3 separate regions of the Mus musculus genome follow, and regions 1 and 2 are each linked to region 3. The links are chromatin contacts, called in public promoter capture Hi-C maps. All regions are on one chromosome and are shown on one strand. The core of a region is the stretch at or near the end of the contact, and the rest is flanking DNA. Distances in the headings are between cores, read along the strand shown. Region 1 holds the start of Akip1 (A kinase (PRKA) interacting protein 1). Region 2 holds the start of Nars2 (asparaginyl-tRNA synthetase 2 (mitochondrial)(putative)). Region 3 holds the start of Rrm1 (ribonucleotide reductase M1).

What was found. Promoter capture Hi-C pulls out the DNA fragments that hold promoters and counts their contacts.
Region 1: a promoter capture Hi-C map of pre-B cells shows a contact between it and region 3, with 6 times the contacts expected there. The contact joins the promoter of Akip1 here to the promoter of Rrm1 in region 3. A contact is called at or near these places in 4 of 39 promoter capture datasets (cranial neural crest, liver, maxillary cranial neural crest and 1 more).
Region 2: a promoter capture Hi-C map of liver shows a contact between it and region 3, with 3 times the contacts expected there. The contact joins the promoter of Nars2 here to the promoter of Rrm1 in region 3. A contact is called at or near these places in 3 of 39 promoter capture datasets (hippocampal neurons and liver).

The regions. Positions count from the first base shown.
Region 1 is chr7:109,702,417-109,705,189 of GRCm38.p6, forward strand. Akip1 (A kinase (PRKA) interacting protein 1) reads left to right here and starts at 1,262. Exons shown (of 6, transcript NM_020616.2): 1 at 1,262-1,360; 2 at 1,530-1,754; 3 at 2,535-2,615. The coding sequence starts at 1,536. It also overlaps a transcript of Denn2b not described here.
Region 2 is chr7:96,949,938-96,952,787 of GRCm38.p6, forward strand. It overlaps Nars2 (asparaginyl-tRNA synthetase 2 (mitochondrial)(putative)), which reads left to right and starts at 1,590. Exons shown (of 14, transcript NM_153591.4): 1 at 1,590-2,007. The coding sequence starts at 1,867.
Region 3 is chr7:102,440,423-102,443,239 of GRCm38.p6, forward strand. Rrm1 (ribonucleotide reductase M1) reads left to right here and starts at 1,273. Exons shown (of 19, transcript NM_009103.3): 1 at 1,273-1,621; 2 at 2,565-2,653. The coding sequence starts at 1,603.

The sequences.
Region 1 (2,773 bases), core at 12-2,511, 7.3 Mb after region 3:
TTGTATGAATCGCCAGAAAAAGGCAAATTTATGGGGATGTCAATCAGAATAGAGGCTACCTAGATCCTGAAGTTGAAGTGAGAATCATTCATCAATAAGAACTAGACTACTTTTTACTCATTTTTTATGTGTGTGAATGTAGTACATGTGTGCCAAAGAAAGTGTATGGAGGTCTGAGGACAACTTTTGGGAGTCCGTTCTCACCTTCTGCCATGTGTAAGGCAGGGTCTTGCTTGTTGCTACTGCTAGACTATATAATTCAAGGTGTCTAGTCCAGGAGTTCTAGCCAATTTCCTGTCCTCACCTCTTATGTCACTGTTGCAGGGTAGGGCTGACAGATGCACACTACAGATCCTGGCTTCTGGCATGGATTTCAAGGAATCTCAGGTAGCTAGGTTTGTGGGCAAATGTTTCTCTATTCACACTACTTAAGGACTGAGAATTCCTTTGTGTCCTGTGAGGGACCCACCCCGCACTGAGCAATGTTCCTTAAAGTGGAACTTTCTCCCCATTCACGCCCTGCTGCTCACCAGGGGGTGTCACTCCCGCTGAGACCCAGGGCTTTCACCATAGCCCCATGGTGTTCTGAAAGGTATCTGATCCATTTCTTACTTTAAAAAGTGATACGATTGATGCTTGAATGGTAGGTCCAGATCCCAGGACCAAAGAGACTGAAAGCCAGCCTGGTCTACATAGTGAGGGTTTGCACAGTGAGACTGTCAAAAACAAACAAACAAATAAACCTCCAACAAAATTGTGTGAATCTGTTCTTCCAAGGGAGGAATGAGGAAGCTGCAGGAAGGGAATGACGGGATTCCCCACTCACCACTCCACTACATCCTCTACCAACCTGCCAAGAAATACCTGCCATCCCCTGGAGTCTTACCAGTCCCCTCACCCACAGTTCCAAGACCTCCGTCTGGCCTCCATCCCCAGCCTTGAGAGTTCTTCTGACAGAATGCCCTTTCCCCAGCACTACCTCCTCAGTCGCGTTGGTCCGCTAGCCTCATCACCTCCTCACACAAAAGTGGTTCTGGAGTGGCGAGACCCCTGAATACGGTCCGCATGCACCTACTCTCACAAATGTTTTTAGCGCAACGAGTCACGGGATCCACACTGACCTGTCGCGGCAAGAAAGTCCTCGAACGACAACAAGCGCCCGCTTCGCGTCTGAAGCTGATTAAGGCTGGGCCCACGTGCCCCTCGACCCGGCCCCGCCCACACCGGCTCCGCCCATCGCCAGGCCCCGCCCACGGCGCGCAGCAGTTAGCTTGGCAACTGGCGCGAAAGAAGGGCCGCGGGAACACGGAAGGCGTGTCCGTGTGAGCGCTATGCGCGTGCGCCCGGAGAAGCAGGCCGGGTGAGGGGCTGTACCCAGGGTCTGAGAGGCGGAAGTGCAAGGGGCAGGGGTCCTGCCTGCTAGTTCCTCCCCACTTGGATTGCGCGATGCAGGCGAAGGGGGAGTTGGGGTCGCGGGGAAGTTGCCGCCCGGATCCGGGCCTAGTTGACTTGTCTGTGTATGTGTCCAGGGAGACATGGAATACTGTCTGGCGGCCGCGGCGCTGAACGGAGTGGACCGGCGCTCGCTCCAGCGCTCTGCTCGGCTGGGGAGGGAAGTATTGGAGCGCGCCAAGAGGAGGGCAGTGGACTGGCATTCTCCAGAGCGATCCAGAGGCAACGTGGGGGTCCTTTACCGCCAGGGCCCCTACCAGGAAAGATGGTCGGTCCCTGGTTCCCAGCGCCTCCTAGGAGAGGTGAGGCCGGGAGCTGGGGGACTGTCTAGTCATTCTCCGCCGCCACTGGGCGGGAGGAAGCCTCCCATGTCCAGAAGATGTAACGCATTGGAGCAAAAGTGGAAACGTTGTTTGGAAACTGCTTTTGACACGGTCTCGTATAGCCCAGGCTGGCCTTGAACTCTTGCCTACGATTTAGGTACTAGTATTAAAGAGGTTGTGTACAAGCACGGTGTGACCCAATTCTTTTTGAATAACAAAAGAATAGTAGTATTCTGCTTACTTATAACATAAAATTTCTTACCGGGTGTGGTGGTGCACACCATTAATCTCAGCATCCAGGAGGCAGAAGCAGACAGATCTCTTGAGTTCGAGATTAGCCTGTTCTACATAGCAAGTTTCAAGCCATCGTGTGTTACCTAGTGAAACCCTGTCTAAAGTAAATAAATACAATTCTTAGTGTGGTGCCAGAACTTGGGAGGTCGGGGCTAAGGATCAAGTACAAAGTCTTCCTAGTGTACATGTGATCTTGTCTCAAAAAATCATAAACAACAATAACAGTTCTTTCCCATTACTCAATAGTGAGTAAAGCCAGCCAACCAGTTATTTTAGTTCCTGGATAAATTGCACATCTAGTTTACAGAGTTGGATTTTTTTTTTTTTTTCTCAGCAAGATCCTTCTTACCAGTTTCAGCTTGCAGAAGCTTTCCTAAAAGTGAAAAAGGGCTATTTCTCAAATGATGTCCTTCTCCAGTAGGGGATTTGTAGGTCTCACCTATGACTTGCCATTTATTACAACAGAGAGAAGAAAGGTGCCCAACCCTTAGCTCTTCCTTCGGAGCAATGGCTGAATTCATGGACTATACTTCAAGTCAGTGTGGGGTAAGTTGGTGTGATCTGGACTTGGGAAGAATCAGTCATCTCTCCCAGGACCTATAGTCCTTCATGGGAGCAGATTATAATCAGTTACGTAAGCCAGGTGGTAATGCAAGCACATTGACGCATTTCCTAAGTCTAGCTGTTGAGGATAAACAAAGCAC
Region 2 (2,850 bases), core at 340-2,839, 5.5 Mb before region 3:
AAACAAGACTGTAAGTAACTTGGGGTATACGGCAAAAACTCTAAACTTCAGTTTCTTCTAAGCAAGAGTGACTGTGATGATGGAGTTAAGACGTGAGGAGTTCTTGGCAGGGAACAGCCACTCTGTGACACTCTACCTATCATTATGGCTGGCACGGTACAACATTCACGTTAGAAATGTCATTCCTGCTGCTATCGGGAAGGCGATGAATCTAAAGGCAGACGTGTGGATCCAAACACTGAAAGCAAATCAGAAGATAGAATTTAACACAGTAAAGGATAAACGGGAGCAGTTGGGTCTGAGCACAAAGCTTGCAGGCAGTGATCAGCTTTCACTACACACTTTAGATTACCCACTGCTAATTTCCCATTTTACCCACTGGGGTCCCTTTCCCTTGAGTTACTGAACAATGGTTCTCTGCTTAGTTTCCTAATTAACCCTTTGCCTTAAGTAGAGGAAGATAGTCTCCCTGAGACTTAGCAGAGCAAAGAGGAGGAAGAAAGATGAGACAGAAGAATTAACCTGAAGAGAAATTGAGCTTGCTGGTTGCTGGTTTCACTTTTTTTTTTGGGGGGGGTATCGAATATACTTTTATACTTTAAGATATAAGCTATCTCTACATATTTGGAAGGCTACAAGTTTTTGATTTTTCCTTTCTCAAGGTTCCAGAAGTGCCCCAAAGTATTTTTATTGGAGATATTTTCAAGTCTGTCCAGAGAAGAGTTTTACAATTCTTTCAGGCCATTTTCCTTCCCAGCAGATTTTCCTGTCCTCCTCTTACAGGAAAATTTCTGACATTCTCATCTGGAAAAATTCTAACCTTCCTCAAACTCAGCCTAATTATCTCTTTCTCTGGGTCGCCACTCCACTTACCACACACATATCTATGTGTGCTCTTGCTGGGTATAATGTGATGGTTTCTCTCGGTTTCTGTCTCACTGTCTCTTTGTCTGTCTCTGTGTCTCTATCTCTCCCTCTCTGTCTCTGTTCCCCAACCAACATCTTTTCATCATAAGCTCCTTGATGAACAGGACTATGTATGGTGTCTCATCGTGGCAACTTAATTAGTCCTTATTTTGACCTTTTCTTGTTTAACTAGATAAAAGCATTATCATGTGTCTCACTGAGTTACGAAAAAATATTTTTGTGTAAACTTAAAATGTAGCTGAATATATGCAAAGGCCATTTTTTTCTTTTCAAACAAATGCAAGTAAGAGAAAAGATTTGCCCATTCTGGCAGGCAAAGCTCCTTTTTAAGCAACGAATTGTTTGGCTACCACCCAACAGTGACTTCAGCAGGTACTACGTCTGGAGACTGACTTCCCAGAGCTCAGAACTCCTCTCCACCCCTAAGACTCTGCACAGACACTTGCCTTCTGCATCTGTCAATACTGCCCACAAGTATTCCTCAGTCTCCCTAGAGATGACCCAACAGTAGCTATTTCTGAGAAACCTGAGACAGCCCTTGCGCCTTAGCCCCGCCCACCTCAGCTCCTGCACCGCCCCTACCGGTGCGGCGCCTCACGAGCTCCCGGACACAATCACGCATGCTCAGACTCCACCCAGCGTGATGACGGAAGAGCGAGCACGGGGTGACGTAGCTCAGTTGCAACGTGCTTTAAGTCTGGGTCTGCACTCCGGTCCCATGTACGGTGTGACACTGACCGCTGTGTTCCGTGTAGTCGAACCTTCTGTGCTTTCGGGAGCGGGACGCGGAGGTGGGGTCCCGTGGGAACTGCTCGGGGCGCGGAGGGAAGAGCGACAGGAGCGCATGACGGCAGGACTGCGCGGCTGAAAAAGGCTGCTCTCGGGGACTGTGAGCCGGGACGTAGCCCGGCATCCCGTGGAACCCTGTCCGGTCTCGCCATGCTCGGGGCCCGGCGCCTGCTCGGCGCGCTGCGCCTCTGTTCCTCCGTTTCCTGCCCCAGGCCCCGCGCGTCTGCCAAAATGCGCGTGCGGGACGCCCTCAGGGTCCAGGACGCGAGAGGGGAGTGCGTAACGGTGCAGGTGGGTGTGTGGAAAGACTGCTGCCTGAGCTTGCTTGACTTGAGCTGTCTCCAGAGTCTACACTTCTGGGACCGCACTGTTATTTTTGCAAATCGTTCTGACGATCACAAGTGCAGCAGCTGAGTTTTCATGACACCTAGGGGTTTCTTGTAAACACTTTAATCATGCGGAAAAGTTGAAATGAACACTCCCTTATTTATTTATTTATTTATTTAGTTTTATAGTAATAACTTGGGATGCTTTGCCCTAGTTCCTTGAGAACAGAAATTCTGTCTTTCCTTTTTTCCTGTTCACCTGGCTGGCAGGAAATAGTGGTTCCAGGTGTGTCCAGCCTTTTGACATTGCAACATGAGGTCTCCACCTACCAAGTTCATACTTGAGTTACCGCCTCTACCCTCCAGTTAAAAAGTCTCAAAGTTTACGAGTCCGTGTTGGGCTGCATTCATAGCTATCCTCAGTTGCTCACTGCGGCTCATTGTACACAAGTTGGACACAGGAGAATCCATACCTTTTCAATTTCAGTCACTCAGGCTCCTGAGATTTCCATGTATTTAAACTAGGAGAAAGAGCAGAATGTTGTAGTTTGACAAGCTAAGGGCTGCAGTTGCCTTGGCTTAATTCGCTTGCCCTACTATGTAGCTTGTTACTTATAGGCATGTCACGACAGTGCCTCAGGCCCCAGTTTCTCTTATGAAAATGGAGATAATAGTCTATATTTTGGAGAGTTCTGAAAATTAAACGGGTTAATGAAGACAGGCTATTTAGAACAGAGGCCTCTCAGTCAGTGTTAGATGCTGTTATTTGTGACAGCTTTGAATAAATTCCTAAAAGCACAGAAAGAGT
Region 3 (2,817 bases), core at 23-2,522:
CTCTAGCTTCATGTAGGATTTCCTATGATGTGTCAGTTGTGGGTGGAGATGGACCCCTTCTGGAGGGTGTAAGAAGCAAATGATAGGTTTTAGCGAAAGAATGCCACATACATTATTTTATGAAGATCAGTTTTATGACCGAAATTAGTTTTTATACTTGTCTTGAATAGGTTTAAAGTACGACTTTAACTATTCTTTCTTTTTTTCACCTAGCCTTTCCCCCCATTTTATTGAAAATGGATTTTTTTTTTCGCCTCACATAACATATCCTGATTATGTTTTCCCTTCTCTCCTTCCAGTTCCTCCCCATCTGGGTCCTGCCCCGTTTTGTCTCTCGTTAGAAAACAAACAGGCTTCCAAGGGAAGAAAAGAAAAAAGAAAAAAAAAAAAAGAAAGAAAACTAGCACATCAGTGTTGAACAGAACCAACAGAAGGACAGAATGCATGAGAAGGAACAAGAATCAGAGATACACTTGTTCGCACACTCAGGCGAACACTATAAAATCCCATAAAAAACACTAGTAAACTGGAAGGCAGGCAGGCCCTGGGCATGCTGCCTTAGTCTCAAGAGTTTATAAGAGCATAGAGGGCCTTGATTCTTCGGTGTCCTCCATCCCCCTAGGTTCTTACACTCTTTCTTCCTCCTTTTCTATGGGGCCCCCTGAGTCATTTGGGGAGGGATTTGATGGAGAAGTCCCTTAGGACTGAGTATTCGCAGATGTCTTGGTCTCTGCATAATGTCTGGCTGTTTTCACGTATTAATGTGGCGACGACTATCTTATTGCTGATCCTATCTCTACTACCATCCACAAAACTGTAAAAGCAAATGGACTGTGGGCCTTCATAAGAGTTTCACAGTACCCCTATTTCTGTAAGGCTGAAATTCAAACACCTTTGGTCTAGCCCCACTCTTTAACTGAGGAGTGTAGACCTACGAGCCCCGGGCTTCCTATCTGCTTCTTATTTGCGGGTTGTAGGCTTTAGTGCAAACCAGAACAAAATCTTGGTGTTTCCATAATGTCCATAATGTAAAATAGCAAAAAAAAAAAAAAAAAAGTCAGAGGGGTAGGGAAGGGGGAAGGGAGGAGGAAGAAGGAAAAAGGAAAAAGGTGTTCTGGATATCTGGTTGGTTACTTTTTTGTTATGAAATAAAAATACTCGGGAGATTTGCTTGCCCACACCCAATATGGCGGCAGGAGAACTCGTTCCCGCCAGGTCCGCTTTCACCCAATGTGGTGGAAAGGAGCGCAGTCTCCCGGGCTTTGCCCACACTCAATATGGCGGCCAAGGGACTCGTGTGCTGTCTGTCTACTGCTCAGTTTCCGCCCATTCAACTCCCGGCGTTGAAACGTCAAGAACGTCATTCGAATTCCGTCCGTCGCGTTGCTCTGCACGTCACGGGTGGCGGGAGCGGGAAGGAGTTCGTAATTCGGTTAGTCTGCTCTGGTGAGGAAAGTGCTGTCTATCGCGCAGCTTCCATCCCTCCGTCCGAGCAGCCTCTCGGAGTCCAACCCTTCACATCTGACAGTCGTCTCTGTCCCTTCTTCGCCTCGGAGCTGCTAACTGGTCTCGAACCTCTCAGCACTTCAGCTTCTAGCGGCGATGCATGTGATCAAGCGAGGTGAGGGGTCCGTGGGGATGGGGAGGAGGAGAGGGGACCCGGCTGCGGAGAGCCCAGCGGTCACTATCGCCGGCCCGCCCGACCCGCCCGACCCGCGGCGCCTCGCCGCTTCCCGCGCTTCCCGCCGCGCTTCCCGCCCTGTCTGTCAGCTGGGCCTGTGTCTGCTCAGTCTGTCCCCATTCTCTTGACCTTTGTGTGTTCCCTTTGACTTTGACTTTGTGCTCCCTTCCAGACTCCCTCCAACCCTGTCTGAGATTGTTCCCGAGCACTGTTATTCCTTGCCGCCATCCTCAGAGGTAGCTGCTTTTGGCTCCATTTTTTTAGAAGAGGTTGCAAAGACACGAAAAAGCACCCCAACACCCCCATTCCACCCCAGCTAGTAGTTGGTGAGGTTAGAATTGAAACCCATAGCTCATAATAGCCCTGTGCCTGTCTTTCCTCATTTCTTAAACAAAATAACAGACAAAAGAACCGCGGAGTCGATGATCTGGTGTAGGAGGAAATAAGGAAAAAAAGAAAAGGCAGGACACCACATTTTTTGAACATCTGTCATTTTTCTGGTCTCTTCTGAGGTGGGAGTGTAGTATCATCTCTCCTGCCTCTGCATTTTTGTGGGGAGGTTTTTTTTTTTTTTTTTTTTTTTACATTGTTTGTTCTTGGGACAGGGTTTCTCTGACTGGCCTGGAACTTACTCTGTGTAGATCAGTCTAGCCTCAAACTCACAGAGGGCTGCCTCCTCTATCATAGGTCGATAGACAAAGACTTTTAACCCAAATAGACAAAGACTTAATCCGAGTAGACATGATTAACCACTGAGCAGTCTCTGCAGACCCCAAAGACAATCTCTTAATTGTTTTAAACAGTTTTAAAAGCTGAATATACTTGATTCTTTGGTATTGCCCGCTTAATAACTGCTAATGCTAACTGTGATTTGATTATTTAGATGGCCGCCAAGAGCGAGTTATGTTTGACAAAATTACATCACGAATCCAGAAACTCTGTTATGGACTCAACATGGACTTTGTTGATCCTGTAAGTAAATACAGTGTGTATCAGGGGTTCTTTGCATGCTATGTGATTTTATGTCACTTACCTCTAGCCCTTCACTTAACTATACTTCAGTGTTAAATGTGAATTTATTGCCTGACACTTTCCTTAATTTTGATGTGTCCTTCAAGTTCTCATTTCCTGGAGAA